Linked DNA regions of Rattus norvegicus: all the other regions are linked to region 3. Evidence: chromatin contacts called from public Hi-C data. All regions are on one chromosome and are shown on one strand. Each heading gives the region's core, a stretch centred on a gene start, on an enhancer-like site or on the middle of the called end of the contact. The rest is flanking DNA. Distances are from core to core; before and after follow the strand shown. Region 1 holds the start of Spata20 (spermatogenesis associated 20). Region 2 overlaps Spag9 (sperm associated antigen 9). Region 3 holds the start of Ankrd40 (ankyrin repeat domain 40).

What was found. A called contact is a pair of places that touch in the nucleus more often than the background predicts.
Region 1: a Hi-C map of hepatocytes shows a contact between it and region 3, with 1.9 times the contacts expected there. The contact joins the promoter of Spata20 here to the promoter of Ankrd40 in region 3. A contact is called at or near these places in 12 of 12 Hi-C or Micro-C datasets (the A7r5 cell line, the Rat2 cell line, Schwann cells and 7 more) and 1 of 1 datasets of contacts at active chromatin or transcription factors (oligodendrocytes).
Region 2: a contact with region 3 is called in a Hi-C map of the A7r5 cell line, with 5 times the contacts expected there. The contact joins the enhancer-like site here to the promoter of Ankrd40 in region 3. A contact is called at or near these places in 2 of 12 Hi-C or Micro-C datasets (the A7r5 cell line and psoas muscle) and 1 of 1 datasets of contacts at active chromatin or transcription factors (oligodendrocytes).

What each region holds. Positions count from the first base shown.
Region 1 is chr10:79,929,921-79,933,676 of GRCr8, reverse strand. It overlaps Spata20 (spermatogenesis associated 20), which reads left to right and starts at 2,427. Exons shown (of 16, transcript NM_199402.1): 1 at 2,427-2,565; 2 at 2,675-2,854; 3 at 2,954-3,018; 4 at 3,129-3,283; 5 at 3,358-3,501; 6 at 3,615-3,756. The coding sequence starts at 2,489.
Region 2 is chr10:79,573,962-79,577,587 of GRCr8, reverse strand. Spag9 (sperm associated antigen 9) reads right to left here. Exons shown (of 30, transcript NM_001108290.2): 30 at 2,879-3,626. Among named protein-coding and RNA genes, the nearest start is that of Tob1, 84 kb to the left of the region's middle. Within about 2 kb of position 1,692, at least 6 of the 93 cell types and tissues checked have an H3K27ac peak or open chromatin away from gene starts, as enhancers often do. A contact at or near this core is called in the A7r5 cell line, where this site is marked.
Region 3 is chr10:79,776,806-79,780,449 of GRCr8, reverse strand. Ankrd40 (ankyrin repeat domain 40) reads right to left here and starts at 1,484. Exons shown (of 5, transcript NM_001134699.1): 1 at 1,148-1,484. The coding sequence starts at 1,281. LOC134480857 (a long non-coding RNA gene) reads left to right here and starts at 373. Exons shown (of 3, transcript XR_010055747.1): 1 at 373-957; 2 at 2,319-2,455.

The sequences.
Region 1 (3,756 bases), core at 1,178-3,677, 150 kb before region 3:
GCTACACAGAGAAACCCTGTCTTGGAGGAGGGGGAGGGCCCAAAAACAAACAAACAATACACCAGGCAGGCAAGCTCCTCAGCAGCCTCCTCCCTATGTCATTAGGAGCTCTCCTGCTGAGGCATGTGTAGCATGTATAAGGCCCTGGATTGCATCCCCAGCAATGCCTCCTCCTCAGAGTTCACCCCCTGTCCCAGACCTAGTCCTGCCCACTCCTCTAACTTCCATGGCCGGCTAGTTTTATGTCAACTTGACACAAGCTAGACTGATTTGGAAGCAGGGAGCTTAGCTGAGAAAATGTGTCCTCATCAGACTGACTTGTGGGCAAGCCTGGGGTGCATTTTCTTCACTGATGATTGATGTTTGAGGGTGATCAGTGCCTGCCACCCCTGGGTTAGTGGTCCTATGTACTAGAAGGCAGGCTGAGCAAGACATGGAGAGCATTCCTCCGTGGCTTCTGCTGCAGTTCCTGCCTTGAATTTCAGCCCCGACTTCCCCTTTGATGATGGACACAGGACTGTGATGGGGAAGTATAAGGTGAAATAAACTCCTTTCTCCCCAAGTTGCTTTTTGGTCATCGTGTTTCATCACGGCAATAGCAAGCCACGCCAGCTCCTATCCACATTCATTAGCTATCCTTTCACTCTACCCTCCAGCTGTGCTAGCCTTCTACTGTTCTTCAGTCCCAAATCCCTCACCTGCTACAGGACCTTTACACAAGCTGTTCCTTCTGCTGCTTCTCTCACTTCCTGCAAGTTCTCTCTCATTCTTTATAGCTACCCCTCAAATAGAACTTCCTATGCAGAGCTTTTCCCCCATGTCCCTTTTACAGGATCAAGTCTCTTGCTAGATTATACCCGTTCACGGTACTTGTCACAGTGTGTAGACAATTCCCTAGTTGTGAGTAAAGGGTAGGGAGGAGCGTATTGGTGTTCAATGCTTGGCATAGTAGTAGACAGCAGAGGACACTAGGCACTGGCTGAGTAAAATGAATGAACCAAGCAAATAGAGCATGAAGTAAGGACACATTGGCTCAGTGTCATCATTCAGAAGGCTTCCTGGAGTGGGTGGGTTCTAAGGAGGGCCTTGAGAGCGGTAGGCTGAATTAAGCAAATCCTGGCCGAGCAAATCCTTCAACGGGAGCCTCATTTCCCGCTTGTAAAAGGGAAAAGAGCTAGCGAAAGTATTGGATGCTGTGAGGGTCCCTCTTCTTGCCAGCACTTTAAATGGAACCCAGTTTATTTTGCTCGAATTTTAGGCGCTGAGACGGTTGGATCTTCAAAGGCACGGCAGTATTTCCGCGCTCTACCGCCGAGCGGCGCTCGGAGACCAGCCACAGGGCCAGAGACTTGGCGAAGACCCGGCTCCGGGTCCGCCCTTTGAAGCCTATAGCCCGATTTGGAGCAGTCGTACTGAGAGTGTGGGACTGTCTGGGCCCCAACCTCCGGTCACCCCACTGTGGGGTTGGGCCCTCCCGTTAGCCGAAGGTATGGGCTAGTCACTACAATATGCCTGGCGCCTGCGGGGGGTTGGGGAGGGTCTTTCAGGCACGGTGCCATGTCTGCTTGGATCCCTCTGCATGAAGGCTCCTTTTCTTCCCCCTCCCTTCTTATCTGCTGCAGTATTGCCAGATCAGGCTAGCTCTTTGACTACCTTAACACTACCTCCAGAAAGCCTTTCTAGAATGACGTGTTGTCCACAGACCCCTCTCTTGAAGCACCTTGCATCCTGTTAGAGTCTCATGTTGCTGCACTGGCCTGTTATTATTTAGCTGAGTTCCCAGGTTGAACTCCCTAAGACAGGCCTATTTGATTCTGAGTGTTCCCCCTTTCCCTCTTTTCTTTTTCTTCTTCTTCTTCTTCTTCTTCTTCTTCTTCTTCTTCTTCTTCTTCTTCTTCTTCTTCTTCTTCTTCTTCTTCTTTTCTTCTTCTTCTTCTTCTTCTTCTTCTTCTTCTTCTTCTTCTTCTTCTTCTTCTTCTTCTTCTTCTTCTTCTTTTCTTCTTCTTCTCCTTCTCCTCCTCCTCCTCCTCCCCCTCCTCCCCCTCCCCCTCCTCCTCCCCCACCCTCTTCTTTCTCATCTCTCTTCCCCTCTTTCCCTCTCTCTCCCCTCCCGTGTGTGTGTGTGTGTGTGTGTGTGTGTGTGTGTGTGTGTGTGTGTCACAAGACTTGGTCCTTCAGAGTGCTCCATTTGGAGCTCTTGGCTAAGTAGTTCCTGCCTACTTCTGGCTGTTCCTCACCTGGTCCAGTCCTGGACCCAATTCCTTTTGATCTATCTAGACACTGGCAGTAGCCACTCCCTTTCCAGGTTACCCTCATGCATACTAGGGATGCCTGCAGTGCAACCAATCCAGGGAGGGGCCCTCCGTGGGTGATAGAACAGAGCTGGATGGACCATTCTACTCATTATGACCCTCTCTGACCTCACAGATACCCTTCCTACCGCCAAGTCCGAGAAGCTGGGGGAGACTAACCTGGCAGGGAGCCCCCAATGAGCCACCATTCCCCACCACCCCCAAAACATAAGGGGGAGCACAAAGGCCACGGTCTCCCCCGTGGTTCAGAAAGGTGGGCTGGACTGGGAGTGGAAATCTTTGAGTTTGGGTGACCATTAAGCTGATTTGGGAAGGTAAAGGGGAAGTGGTCTTCATTCGTGTGACCTATCTGCCCACATTAGGGGCAGCTCCTCCCGGGACAAGGACCGAAGTGCTTCAGTTAGTAATTCTGTGCCCATGCCTGCTGGAGGAAAGGCAAGTCGGACTAACTGTCCTCCACCTGCACCTCAGAAGACTGCCAATCGACTGATCAATGAGAAGTCTCCATACCTCTTACAACATGCCCACAACCCGGTGGATTGGTGAGCGCTATCCCAGGGTTTCCCTTGAAGCATCTGGGGTCCCTAATCTTCCAAGACTCCCTAGGCTACTGAGTGACGTCTTCTTCATGTTGGGTCTAGGTACCCCTGGGGACAGGAAGCCTTCGACAAGGCCAAAAAAGAAAACAAACCAATTTTTCTCTCAGGTATACACCCACTGTTACCGGGATGGGGTTTGGGGACAGGCAGGGGGTTGGGGCGAGTCCTTTGGGTCCCGGGGTCCTCTTTCTGCCCTCCTGTCCCTTTTCTATCCTAGTGGGGTACTCCACCTGTCACTGGTGCCACATGATGGAGGAAGAATCCTTCCAGAATGAAGAGATAGGGCACCTGCTCAACGAGAACTTCGTCTCCGTGATGGTGGACAGAGAGGAGAGGCCAGACGTGGACAAAGTGTACATGACTTTTGTGCAGGTGAGACAGCCCTGTGATGGTCTTGTCACACCTGTGCATGGCAGCTCCCCTGATCCTGGCCCTCCCTCTTTCAGGCCACCAGTAGTGGAGGAGGCTGGCCAATGAATGTGTGGCTGACCCCCAGCCTCCAGCCATTTGTTGGGGGCACCTACTTCCCACCAGAGGATGGTTTGACTCGAGTTGGCTTCCGAACAGTGTTGATGAGAATCTGTGATCAGGTGGGTGGATGCCAGGGAGAAAAGGTACCAAAGTGCAGGCTGAGGGACTATGGGGAGCCCCCCCACCCCACCCCATGTGTACTGACCTCCACATGTGTGCTCACCTCCTCTAGTGGAAACAGAACAAGAACACCCTTCTGGAAAACAGCCAGCGTGTCACCACAGCCCTGCTGGCCCGATCTGAGATCAGCGTGGGTGACAGACAGCTTCCGCCCTCCGCTGCCACCATGAATAGCCGCTGCTTCCAGCAGTTGG
Region 2 (3,626 bases), core at 443-2,942, 200 kb after region 3:
GCGGAGAGTAGCCCGGTTTCTTCAAAGCACAGTGGGTCTTTTATCACCCATTCCTTTCCTGCTCTGGAAGAGGTGGGGTCTTGTAATCCAACGATTCTCCCTTCCTAAATTTCATCTCTCATCGTCATCTCAGGTAAAGAGGCCTAGGAAGAAGGCGTCTGAAGGTGTTGATACTTGCCCAGTTTCTGCCTGTCTCCAGGATTCCCCCAGGAAACACAAGTGCTGGAGATGCCCCCGAGTCAGTCAGTAAAGCCACCTGTTGGTAATAATAACAAACACACACACACACACACACACACACACACACACACGGGCCAAGGTCAGAAGATGACTCATAGGGGTCATTTTTCTCCTTCTATCATATGGACTGGGGACTGATCTTAAGCACCTTCCCCTACTGTGCCAGCTCACTGGTACCAAATCTCGGCATCCACCAAATCTCACCCGTGTTCAAAGCCTTACACTGCTGCTCCTAGTCCTTTGTGAAGACCTCTGGGCAGCTTCCCCACAGCTGCAGACCAAACCAAAGAGCATGAAAGGCCGGTAGCTGAAAATTCACTCTGCATTTTGGAACTCAAACCACAGACCTCTGTGTGGGATGAGGCAAAGGTCTAAGAAGGTAGGCTTGCTGACAAAGGCAACAGGAAGAAGAGATTGAGGCACCCGCACAACAGGACACGGGTGTCTTGCTAACTGCAGAGTCTCGGGGCGTCTGTGCCTGAGAAACCTGCTGACCTCTCCAAAGATGAAACTTTGCCTTCTTGCTTGGGAAGAGTGATGCTATGCTTTAAAATCCTATCAAAAGCATAGAAACCTTCTGGACCCCATCCCCCCCCCCCCAATTCCCTGTTGTACATATGATGTTAATTTTCCTTCGTTCTGGGTCAGTGCTCCACTCATGTACTGAGTTTGTTTCTTGTTATAAAGCATTATGAGCAACAGGTATCAAGTACGCTTGAATGGTATCTAAAAATGTCACCTTGACCATGCTTTGCATGCTTCTCTGTCTGCATAGGGAGGAAATTAGCTCTTAGATGTAAAATGTAGTAGTCTTCCTGTGTTTAACTTTCAGAATAACATTTGACTGGGACTCAAATGCAGATCTCAACCTCCATGTGCAGCAGCTCCATGCCCAGTTAATCTGCTTTCTCTAGCCACTGCAGTCCTTCTTATCTGTCAGATCTGTCTATCAAAAGACACGGCATTTTCTAAGGTCAGGCCTCTGGATAACACAGGGTCAGTAATGCTGTCCACAGAGGTTCTCTGCACATTGCCTATGAACTTGGAAAAACTAGATATCATAAAATATGCTAGGTATGAAGCTAATGACCCCTTCCCATAAAAACTATAAGGAATCGTCTTGCCAAGCAACACAGGCTTCATGAGGGGAAATACTGGGGTAGCATCAAGCTTACCCTATCCTAATCTTCAACTGGCCTTGAATCAGAAAATAAGGACCGTGAAGTTGAGATGGGGGAACCTCACAGAGCTAACCACACAAAGGGCAGAGAATGAAGGAAGCTTTGTCTCCTAGGAAACAAGATGTTTGGGACTCCAGCGAGGCTGCTCCATTCTCCTAAGCAAATGTTACCAACTTCAGAGTCAGAATCACCTGGGTAACTCTGAGATGAAAGCAGGAACAACCCTGTTGTGCAATGGCTCTCAGGGCAGATCATGGCCATACCTCCCCCTTCTGGCCAGATTGAGAACTGCATCTTATGGGCGAGACTGCTGTACCCAGAGTCTGGGCATATTTTGTCCTCCTCTATTTTAGGGCCTAGACTCAAATCACAACTCTTTATCTCTGTGGGTGGAAGCCGTTATGCTGCTTCCAGCTGGCCAAAAGAGAGCTAAACTATCTGGCTCCGTGTCTGCTTAGGTAAACTGGAAGTTCTTTAAGTATTCTAACCCTTCCTAACCCAACCCCATGGATGGCCAGGAACCTGCTGACAGGCAGTCTCTTACCCTGTGAGTTCAAGGCCAACCTACTGTGTGCAGCAAGCCCAGGCCAATAAGGGAGAGCCTGTTTTAAAAGAATAAAACAAAAAATAGAGGCCATTATTATTATTAAGAAGTGGTAATAGCAGCCTCTGTTAGCCATGATAGTGCAGATTCTAAATCCTAGCAGTAAGAGGGAAAGAATGTGAGTGTCTACAGTCTGAGGCGAGGAGGAGGAGGAGAAAAGGAAGAGGAGGGAAAAGGAAGAACTCCACTTCTGTTAAATTTTAATTTTTAAAATTATCCCCTGGTGTGTGTATGTGTGGGGGCAGGCCACATCCCAGGCAGATCACACACACACACACACACACACACACACACACACACACACACACACACACATGCGCGCGCGCGCCACGGTCAGAAGATGACTCGTAGGGGTCATGTTTCTCCTTCTATCATATGGACTGGGAACTGATCTTTAGCACCTTCCCTCACTGGCACCAAATCTCGGCGTCCACCAAATCTCGCCCATCTTCAATCAAATCACGTTGGTGTAACAATAAATGCGGCTGCACTAACCCATGCACTCACACTGTGCTACAATCATGGCGTCCTCTGTAATCATGCTCTCACATCTCTGAACAGTCTGTCTGTCTGTCAGGCGTGTCAGCGCGTCTTACCACGAGTGATAAACTGCAGGAAGGAGGCTCAGGGCAGGTCTCACTTAGCACTTCTGCCTGTCAACTAAATGCCCTCCTGACCAGTGCCATGTGTGTACTCAGGAGCCACAGACAGGTCTAAATGTCCCTAGTGCCAAACAACCATGATCTCGTTTCTCAGAAATGACGTGGTTTACAGGACATATTGCTGGACTTTCTGATAAAAAGCAAGTCTGGAGCCCCAAGAAAGATAAAAACAAAGCACACGAGACTTCACATATGTTTCATATACATATTTATATATATTTCATGTACAAAGTTACATTCCGAACCCCAGGGATTCCATAATAGAAATAAATACTGAAATAACTACATCGCTAAATGAGCTTTTACGCATAGAAACGAAGCCTTGGCCTCTAAAGACAGCAAATGGGACATTCTAGAACCCAATTTAATGAGGCAAGTAAAGTTCTGGATTTCTAGAATGAAAACAAATTTAGGACACAAACAGTTAAAACATATTCAAATATTGAGAAATATATGATAAAATTATTAATAAAACTTCATTTTTAAGAGAAAGACAATTAGTGTTACAGAATAGCACAACCCTGTTAGAAAAGCATTTATAATTTCAACATTTATTTCCTTTTTTCCCATCTTATAAAGTGGGATGCAATCAGCCTCTTTTCCAACATGATTAAGAAGAACCCAAATCTGGCCGAGTGCTTTGGTAATAGTCCTAATACTTACTAGGAAACAGATCTCCATTTCCATGGCATTTGCAAGACACACCTTCTCTGGAGGTTTGTTACAAAGGCTGCACATTAAGTCTCCTCTCAGCTCCAGAGGGTGAGAGTATATTCCAAACTTTCCACAGTAAACACACTCCACCCGCATAGAGGTGAGCTGCACTGCTCTGTGCTGAAGTGTTTTATACGCCACCCCCCAAGCTGCAGCTTGTAAGAGATACAAGTTTGGATCTACATGAGTTAGAGACAGATATTCTCAAAACTGAGTTCTAGAAAG
Region 3 (3,644 bases), core at 235-2,734:
TGTACAGCACTGCCCCCCAGTGCCAGAATAGAAATTCACAGCTATCGGATGCCAGGGAAGGCAAACACTACTACAAGTGTTTTTTGCCTGCAAACGCTTCAAAATAGACAAGAAATTAGTGTCCACTGTCTCCTAGCTGTGGACAGCTACCGAGCTAGTTTCTTTAGGGAAAGGACCCGGGTAGCTTTCTTAGGAAATAAGGAAACCTCATTTCTGACTCTGTTACCATACCGAAAATTGTGCAACCAGGGCAAGACACTCTCTGGGGTTCAAATGATCTCCTGCGCCCTTTCCATTTCAAAATGTATGACTCGATTTACAGGGGAGTGGGGTGGGAGGGTTAAAACTCACTTTAACTTTAAACTAGTAAACGAGGCTAGATAAGCATTACCTGGATTAAATAAAAAAAATGTAAAATGTCAAAAAGGGTTTTAAAAAACACGCACTCAGTAACTTGGAACCAAAGACATGAGACAGACCCCGGATTTAATTGGGAAGGAGGCAAATCTGCAGGCAGACATCTAAAGCCTTGGGTGAATTTCTCTATTGGAAATTGTACTAAGAAAACAAAACATTCTACAGGGCAAACAAATGAGTCTCCCCTCAACAGGCAGCTGTAGGCAACAGCCAATCACTGTGGTATTGAAACAACAGAGGCAAAATTATTATGCAAGTGGTGGGGGTTTTGTAGTTGTTTCTTTCCTCCTGGTCTTGGCTAAAGAAATCGTGCTGGTTTTAAGATTGGCATTTGCTGGGTTGCTTATGCTTTCATCTCTGCACGAAGTGTTCTTCAGAAGCGCCCATGGCAAAATAATTCAAGCTTGATGAAATCCAGAGCAGAGTCGCTGAGAATCAAAGCCTCTAGCATCACCATTTGGGCCAAGTTAGCCAGGGGGCGCGGGGGCTGGCGTGGGCTCCAGTGTCCCAGAGGGCGCTGGCCGCAGTGAACCACAGAAGGTATGTATTTGGGAAGGATGCGCTCCTAACTGCACGAGGCAATTGGGGGTAGGGCTAGTCTGGAAAGGGCACAACCTGCGAGGCCTGAGGTACCAGGCTTCACCTTAGCCTGCGTCCTGGGTCACGGCTGACTGCTCCACGCCCCGAGCTAGCAGCCCTGTACCCTAGGCCTCCCCCGCTCGCCACTTACCAGCCGTTGACCTCATTTTGGGAGTTCACATCCACCCCGCTCTCCACCAGTTTCTGCACCTCCCGAATGTCCCCCAAGGCCGCTGCCTCCCGCAGCCTCTCCTGCTGCTCCTTCTGCTCTAGGAGGGCGCTCATCTTCCCCAGGGCCCCGGGCCCCCGGCCGCCCCGCCCTGAGCCTGTCAGCGCCGCCGCCGCCTCCGCGGCCCGCTCCCGGCCATGGGGAGGGAGCGCCGGGCTCGCCCGCCCCACTCGCGCCTCCGCCCGCGCCCGGCCCGGGGCCTCGTGCTCCCTCCCGCCCACCGGCAGATCCCCAGCTGCTCGAGGCCCGCAGGCCCAGGCCTCCACCCCCGCCGCGCCTCCGAAGGCCGGCTCCGGGGGACCCTATTCAGTGTGACAACATTGACCCAGATACTTTTCGTTCCCACCCGCGGCCCCGCCGCCCCGGCCCGCTGTTTATGTAACCACTGCACTGGATTATCTGCTGTGATTCATTGGCTATTTTTAGACCTCCCACCCCACAGCTTCCAGCGAGGAGGACAGACACAGGAATAGTTGGGGGGGCGGAGGGACCCGACATGTTTGAGAGCCAGAAAAGCCGTATCCTCTGGAGCAGGCTGTTTAGTAGGCATTAAAAATAATTGGTGGGTTTCCACCCCCACTCCCCCAAGTTTGGTTAGCTCTTTTTCTATCTGAGTCAATTTTTACCCAGTAGGACGGGAAATGGGCTGAAAACGATCCCACTATAAAATATGCCCATTATTTGCAGAGATTAGATGACACTGTTCTTATTTTTGTCAGTGCTTGGGACCATTCAGCTAGAATTACTTCAGTTATTGTTTTATTTTTACCCCTTATCGTTTTTAGACAGAAATTCTTCCAACTTGGCTTTCATGAAAATTAACGTTGCTTCTGGTTTATAAAATGAAACTCATTATAGCTTTTAAATTATAATTATTCTCGGAGTCATGTAAGGAAAGACGACCGGGAGTGGGGGTGGGGTGCTTAGTCATCCGGGTCCTGATCCTGGGCACTGAGGGTAGAGCTATGGGGTGTTCATAAACAGCGGTGTGCAGTACTCCTTGCCTAATCTAGTTAATGATGTTCAGAGCCTTTGATGGCACTGTTCTACTACCCATTGGGAGAAACAGAAAATATTATTTTGCTGAGCCCAGGTGCCTTGGAGAGATCCCTGATGTGGCACTGGTGAGAACTTTGCAGATGGGGTGAGAAGATTAAGGGAAAACGCCCTGGGGAGGCAGAGAGGAGGGCCTGAACAAAGAGGAGATAAAACACCAAGGGATACATTTAGGTATGGAGTCTTTATTTGCATTTTTCGGGGCTGCCGAGGGCACACAGCATGCATTTGTCTTGTTACTGTTTAAGAAAAAGCAACGTCTGTTTATTAGCACACGGTAATTCACACAGCGCACACTGCACACCAGGAGTGATGAATAGCAACTGACTATAAACACTTAAATCTACCCCAGTGGCAAATTGGACCGCTGCTTGAGCTTATACTTTCGTTTGTTTCCCCAATTTAAATTTTAATTCTCAGATCCAGCATAGTACTCCATCTGAGGCTGATGTGAATGGCATTGAGACTCTATTAACACAATCTGAGGGACAATAAATAGCAATCTTTAAAGGGGGGGGCGGACAATTTACAAAGATCATAGTAGGCTGCTGTTAATAGCTTAATAGAAGAGTATTTACCCAAACAAAGTCCTGGGTTTCATCCTCCAAACTGTAAAAAACAAACAAACCATCAAAGTCAACAGCAGTACCCAAAATTTATGGTTTTTTTGTTTGTTAAATTTTCTTTCCTTAAAAGAATTCTATCTGGGCTGAAGAGATAAGCCAACAGTTAAGAGCACTTGTTGCCCTTGTAAAAGGCCCAGGATTTATTCTCAGCACCAGCATGGTGGCTCACAACCATCTGTAACTCTAGTTCCAGGAGATCTGATGCCCTCTTCGGACTGCTTCAGATTTAAGCACAAGCACACGCACGCGCAAACACCCTGGCAAAACACATGCACATGAAAACAAAACAAAAACCAAATAAAACTTAAAAGGGAAAGAAACAACAGGAAAGGCAACAGAATGTGAGCCAAGAAAATAAGCCAGGAAGCAGCGTTCTCCCTCCGTGGCCTGTTTTTCAGCCCTGCCTCTGGTTCCTGCCCTGGCATCCTTTGACAACAGACTATAAGCTGAAAAATGAATAGCTAAGAGCTGGACAGTGATGGCACATGCCTTTAATTCTGGCACTCGGAGGCAGAGGCAGGTGGATCTCTGAGTTCGAAGCCAGCCTTGGTCTATAGCAAAGGCTACACAGAGAAACCCTGTTTCAAAAGAAAGAAAGAAAAAAGGCAAACTTAGGTCCTCAAACACTCTTGGCAAGTACCTTACTGCCTGAGCTATACCCTAACCCTAACCTAACCCTAATCTTAACTCATTTTTTAAAATCTATTGACTCAAGACAGTTGAGCGACTTGTTTGGG